Linked DNA regions of Mus musculus: region 1 is linked to region 2. A link is a contact called in public Hi-C data. All regions are on one chromosome and are shown on one strand. Each heading gives the region's core, a stretch centred on a gene start, on an enhancer-like site or on the middle of the called end of the contact. The rest is flanking DNA. Distances are from core to core; before and after follow the strand shown.

What was found. Hi-C and Micro-C count contacts between places; a contact is called where the count stands out from the background.
Region 1: a contact with region 2 is called in a Hi-C map of forebrain, with 2.2 times the contacts expected there. The contact joins two enhancer-like sites. A contact is called at or near these places in 1 of 15 datasets of contacts at CTCF or cohesin (the NIH/3T3 cell line), 10 of 484 Hi-C or Micro-C datasets (3T3-L1-derived adipocytes, cerebral cortex, cortical neurons and 5 more), 7 of 115 datasets of contacts at active chromatin or transcription factors (CD8 T cells, astrocytes, embryonic fibroblasts and 3 more) and 1 of 9 other capture datasets (embryonic stem cells).

Annotation. Positions count from the first base shown.
Region 1 is chr13:97,909,895-97,912,902 of GRCm38.p6, reverse strand. All of the region lies in intron 35 of Arhgef28 (Rho guanine nucleotide exchange factor (GEF) 28), which reads left to right. Among named protein-coding and RNA genes, the nearest start is that of Gm34388, 17 kb to the right of the region's middle. Within about 2 kb of position 1,687, at least 62 of the 459 cell types and tissues checked have an H3K27ac peak or open chromatin away from gene starts, as enhancers often do. A contact at or near this core is called in cortical neurons, forebrain and oligodendrocyte precursor cells, where this site is marked.
Region 2 is chr13:97,667,634-97,670,463 of GRCm38.p6, reverse strand. No RefSeq gene overlaps it. Among named protein-coding and RNA genes, the nearest start is that of Gm34087, 46 kb to the right of the region's middle. Within about 2 kb of position 1,408, at least 28 of the 459 cell types and tissues checked have an H3K27ac peak or open chromatin away from gene starts, as enhancers often do. A contact at or near this core is called in cortical neurons, forebrain and oligodendrocyte precursor cells, where this site is marked.

The sequences.
Region 1 (3,008 bases), core at 438-2,937, 240 kb before region 2:
ATGAAAGGCTGTTGACACCATGGTGAACATTTGAGGTTCAGTTCAGACGCCTTCTTCTCCCCCGAAACCTGTCCTGGCCACCACATCAGGAACCTATTCTGTTCTAGAGAGTTTTTGATGCTATGCATCAGAGTGGTGTTCATTAGCCACTGAGCAGGATGGCCCACCTATTGAACTTAGCTGCATTTCTGCCTTGTTATTCTACAAGGGGACCGGCAACTCCATGGCCACAAGCTTGAAGGTCTTCAGCACAGCAGCAGGGAATGTCAGTCCTGAAGGGAGTACCCGAGGCTACCAAACATGACTGAAGGGAGTACCCGAGACTACCAAACATGACTGAAGGGAGTACCCGAGGCTACCAAACATGACTGAAGGGAGTACCCGAGGCTACCAAACATGACTGAAGGGAGTACCCGAGGCTACCAAACATGACTTCTGCTCTTGTCTTTCACTAATAAGGAGTAAAATCATCTGGCCAGATGGGTGTTGTTTCTTGAATAGAATTGTTTGTCAAAGAAACAGATCTGTGTCAAAAGAGGAACTTACTAGACAACCTTGGTCATCTTTATCACCTAGATAAGCAAAGGCTGCTAGGTGGCTTTCCTTCAGCTCTGGTCTGGGGTCACAGGTCAGGAAATACAAATATCAACAGGTACATAGCTCCATTTTCTGTGCTTATTTACAAGACAGCCTTAAGTCAGCTCTCTTGAGAGAGATGTTTCCAAAGAGATAATCATTTTCATTCATATTCATATTCTCTCTCTCTCTTTCTTCCCTCATCCCCATGTGAAGTTTAATCTTTAACTTCACAGTAGTTCTGCTTCGTTCCCCACAGTGTTGGGATTACAGGTATGCCCCACAACACCTGGCTTGCTTTTGATTGCTGTTTCAATCATTTAAAAGAAAAAAAAATCTTAATGTTTCCCTCTTTCCTATAAACTTCCTACTTTTGTAATTATGTAATTCCTAAAGTATTTTCATTTTAATGTTTAAAAATGTAGTAATCTTTGCTATGATAACAAGCTTGGAGAGAACCAAGGTATGAGACCTTGTTCAAACCATACACACTTGCTGTGTATTACAATTACACCGTGCTTTTTAAATTATAATCTTTTTGAGAGACATAAACTCAAGGCTGTAATTAGAAGTGATACTTCAGGATTTGGCTTCTTAGCAAATGTCATTTTAAACAAATGAGAATTACCAAGTTAATGTTTCTCATTAAAAACTATGGAGCAAAAAACAAAACAAAACCCTATATTGCACAATAGAAAGCCAATTTTTCAAAAAAGGATGGGCCTGCAAATTCTTCAACATCCGTCATTTTGTAATTAATCAAGAGGGGAAAACCCTCATTCATAGGCACTGAAAACAAAGAATTGGATTTCATTTTTAAAAATCTGGTAATAGCATAATTACGAAGTAGCAGGTAGAACTAATTAGCATGGGTGTGTTTGACTAAATTGCTTGCCTTCTTCTGGATTAAAGGGAAAGGCCAAGTCTGGGATGCTGGAGAGTTTTAGCAGCTGCTTTCCCCTCTACTGAACCAGCAAGCAGTAAACGCAGCATTAAAATTCCTAGGTTGACTTCCTGCCTTATTCAGCTGGCAGAGGAATGATTCTTCTCTCAGCAAAATGAGAAGCGTAACTCTTTCAGCGTGGGTAGTGTCAAGCTGCTGGCGGTTTCCAGACCGCCTGCTCTGTTGTTGTTGTGCTTAGAAACTCCCAGGAGCCGCAGAAAGATCCGGTACCATGCGGATACCGCCTGTAGCTGTGTGGTACTTCATCCTTGACTTCTCTTTCCCTCCTCCCAGTCATGCCAGGGTTTGACTGCTCTGTGTTATTTAGGATGAACACACCCCTTGTCTACCTGGATATGTCACAAACGGTTTCAAACAGACCCAAAATTAACAGAGGAGTGTAGGAATTCCTCACATACCATCACCACATTTCGGCTCGCCATGTTTCATTCAGATTCCCACCTCCGTCAATTCTGTATTTAAAGTAAATTGTAAACATTTCCATACGTATATATTAAGCCCTGAACATTTCAATAAATGTCTCTACTAGATAAGGCACTTTAAAAAAATACATTTTATTTTATTCGCCTAGTGATGGTTATTTGCACATATGATTGCTGCAAATAAAATATACCGTAGAACTATTTTCAATTTATAACAAATGCTTTAAGTGTGGATTAAATAAGTTTAACATAGTGTCTTTAAGATGCACATTCATACCTCAGAGTAACTTCTGAAAACCAAATATAAACACCAGTTACAAAATCTAATCTAGAATTGCTTCATATAGCTTGAACAATTAAAATACAGCATCACAGGCCTTTATATTTCAGATATTCACCACACGATCTTCCCCTAAAGGAATCTCTGATGTCAATGTTTTTTTTAACACCATCACCACACCTAGGGGAAAAAAATTGACAGGAATTCCATATCAATGTGTGACAGCTGTACGATTAATTTTCCAGTAGTTTCACAAATATCATGTGTGCGTTTTTCCAGTTATTAAAAATAAGCTACTGAGGTAAACACTACTTTGCAACAGCAGGTTCCTTCCTGTGTGTTTAATGCATTCATTACTATAGAAGGTTTAGTCATGAGGACCGGAAATGTAGAGAATGGAAAGGCTAGCCACGCGGTGAGCGCTTAGCACCGGTTGGCCACGTTTGCTTCAGGTCGCTGCGTTTTCTTCCCAGGGAATGGTGACTTACAAAGAAGGCTGTTTGTCCTCCTGTGACTCTCAGTTTCTTCTTCAGAGCTGACTAACACCCGAGCTATTGTGAATATCATCTCTACATGCTGTTTTCACTCTCTTCCCTAGGCAGGGATGTGCATCCATATCCCATATGTCAAACACATTTTTTTTTTTTTTATTCTTGTAAGTAAACATTTCAGAATCAGTTCCATAGTTAGGATTCCTTACAATGTTTTCGAACCTGTTTGTGTGACTATTACATACAGGTCTTTCTATAGCCGGCTTTTCTGCTTC
Region 2 (2,830 bases), core at 159-2,658:
TACCCCACCCACACATATAGATAAATGTATCTGTATTATTCTGTATTCTGTCTCCCCTCTGAGTAAGAATGGGTCCTAATCAGACCTCTACCAGTATCCTGAAGGAAACAAAGCAGCTCTCGCCCTCCCAGCACTCTTCTCCCTTAGAACCACTTAATAACCCTGTGGGATCACAATAGAGTAGAATGAGAGATGTCTTTAGAAGTGACAAGATACAGGAAACCACAGCACTGTGCCTTGGGAACATAAAATAATAGAACAAATCCTTAAAGATTTCATCTTATCCTTAGAAGCACTTTACCAAAGCCATTTCAGCCTCTAACAAGTGTTGGCTCCAGTCCCACCTACCAAAGTCATGCACTGGCCTGATAAAGGACAATGGTCATGCGGTGCATTTTGTGCCATTAGGCTTAAGGAATCAGAAAGCAAATACATTTGGAGGGTGACCACAGACTACCTCAAGGCGGAGGGACCTTGCGGAATTGGCTCCATCCTGATACTCCTGGGAGAGAGGAGGCTACAGAGAATGCCATTAGTCACTGAATTGTAATTATCAGGGATAACTAGGGGGTGTGGTGTGCTGAATGGAGCTTGTTGGGACTCAAGCGACTGTTGTGTTTGAGAGTACAGACTCTCAGAAGACCAGCATATGGACCAAGCTCCACAATTGATGGGGAACATCAGAGTATCCTAGGCTCTCTTTTCCTCCTGTACCCCCACGCAAAACAGGTATGATGATGGTACTCGTCGCATGGAGCTTGTCGAAGGATTTGTAATGCACTTTGCCTAACACACAAAAATTACTCAATACAGAGTAGATTGCAAAGGCTTCTAAGAAACAAAGCCTGTATGTTTCTAAACGCCCAGACTGGCCTTTTGCCAGGTGAATACTGAAATGAAACACTAGGTAACTGTATCTTCTTTTATTAAAATCTCTTTCACAAGTTTTGTTCACTGCTCCGTTCCACTGGCCCTCACTGGGTTAACGCTCCCTTGCTCATTTCCCCGGCTTGGTACATAAGATCAGGTTGCATATGTTAAAGAATTACAGGCAAGGAACATTTTAGGTGGGTTGGATACCATGCATCAGGAGGAATTTGAGTTGAAAAGATTACTGTCTTTTGTGCCGTTGAACATTCCATCAGTTCAAGAGGAAGAAGTCTGTTTACAGGTATAGTCAGGTCTACAGGGACCAAAGCATAGCTCCTCTAAATATGTCTTTTAGGACATTCCTGAAATGATTTGCTTTGTTCGAGCCTCTTTTAAGAAACCACATGTAATTACACTCAACTATTCAGAAGGTTAAGCTTCAAACTAGCAAATGCCAAAGCGTTCTGAGTTCTCATTGCCAACTCGCCCTAATTCAGCAAGCAAGGCCTTAGCTCCTCCTCTCAAGCATGCCAGCAGAAAAGAATGTGAGCCAGTATATTCATGAATCCTGGCTCCTCTCTGCTCAAGCATTTCTTTCCAGTGCTGGGGCAGGTCTTTTGATAATCAATTCTCGTGTTATTTATAAACGTTCTTGTCTAGGAAGAAAGCCACTTGCTAATGACAAGGCACTGTGTGACTTTCTATGTCTACAGATGAGCAAGATCTGAGAGAATATTCTAAAACCTTGCTCTTAAGTCTATTGTTCCTTTAACTCACTTAAAACATGCATATGCATGCCTCCTGCATTTAGAAACCTTGCCCTTATTAATTATGGAGTAGACCCCTGTGGGATTTAATATTCTAATTATTTCACACTACAGAACCTCCCAAACATTTTCCTGCTATGCTTAAATTAATATCAGTATATTAAGATCAGACTTCACACAATTGTGTATTAGAGAGAAAGAGTACCTTTTCCTTAAGACCAGGGTTTTTTTTGGGGGGGTGTTTGGTTTTTTTGTTGTTGTTGTTTTTACTTCAGCATGGATATGCATGTGGAATATGTATGTATGTCTGCATGTTCACATGTGTATGAATGCATGTGTTTGTAAGGTGCATGTGAAAATGTGTATGCCAGTGTTTAGAGGCCAAAGTTGGCGTCTGATGTCTTCCTCAATCCCTCCCCACCTTATGTATTGATTCAAGGCCTCTCATCTGCACCCATAGCTCGCCAATTCTGTTAACCTAGCTAGTTAGCTTGCTCTGGGGAGCTTCAGTTTCCATCTTCCAGGGTTAGGATCACAGGTGGGCCTCCACACCCACCCTGGGTTTCCTTTGGTGCTGAGAATCCAAACTTTGTTCCTTATCCTTCTTACACAGTAGGTCTTTACTCACAAGACAATCCCCCATCTGTCTTTATGTGGATTCTTTTGAGTTCAGGTTCTCAGGAAACTACCACATGGATACCTATATAATGAGAACAGAAAATGAAAAAGAGGCTGGTAGGTTAAGAACTTCCTTTGTTCATCCACAACTAATTAGCAATGTCTAGCCTGATCCCTGGGCTGTTCTGGGCACCATGGAAACAAAATGTCTGCCCAATGGAGTTCACACTATTGTGTTGTATTTCAGTGTAAAATAGATGGTAGGTCATAGGGAGAAAAAAAATAATGTAGATGGAAACGAAACGGGACTGGGAATTGTGGTGCATGCCTATAATTCAAGGCCATGGCTAACAAAAGCTGGAGGAACACAAACAGGAGGCCAGGCTGAGCTATATCATGAGGTTCTGACTCTAAAACAGGAAAGGGGAATAGAGGGTTCTAAAAGCAAGGTCATGGTGCTCCTCCAATATCTGAGCAAAGATCTAAAGAATAGAATGAATGACTTGTGCAATATTTGAATTAAAAATGCCATGAACAGTCATGGAAACTCATCACAAGAGGGCCCTGCTCCAGAC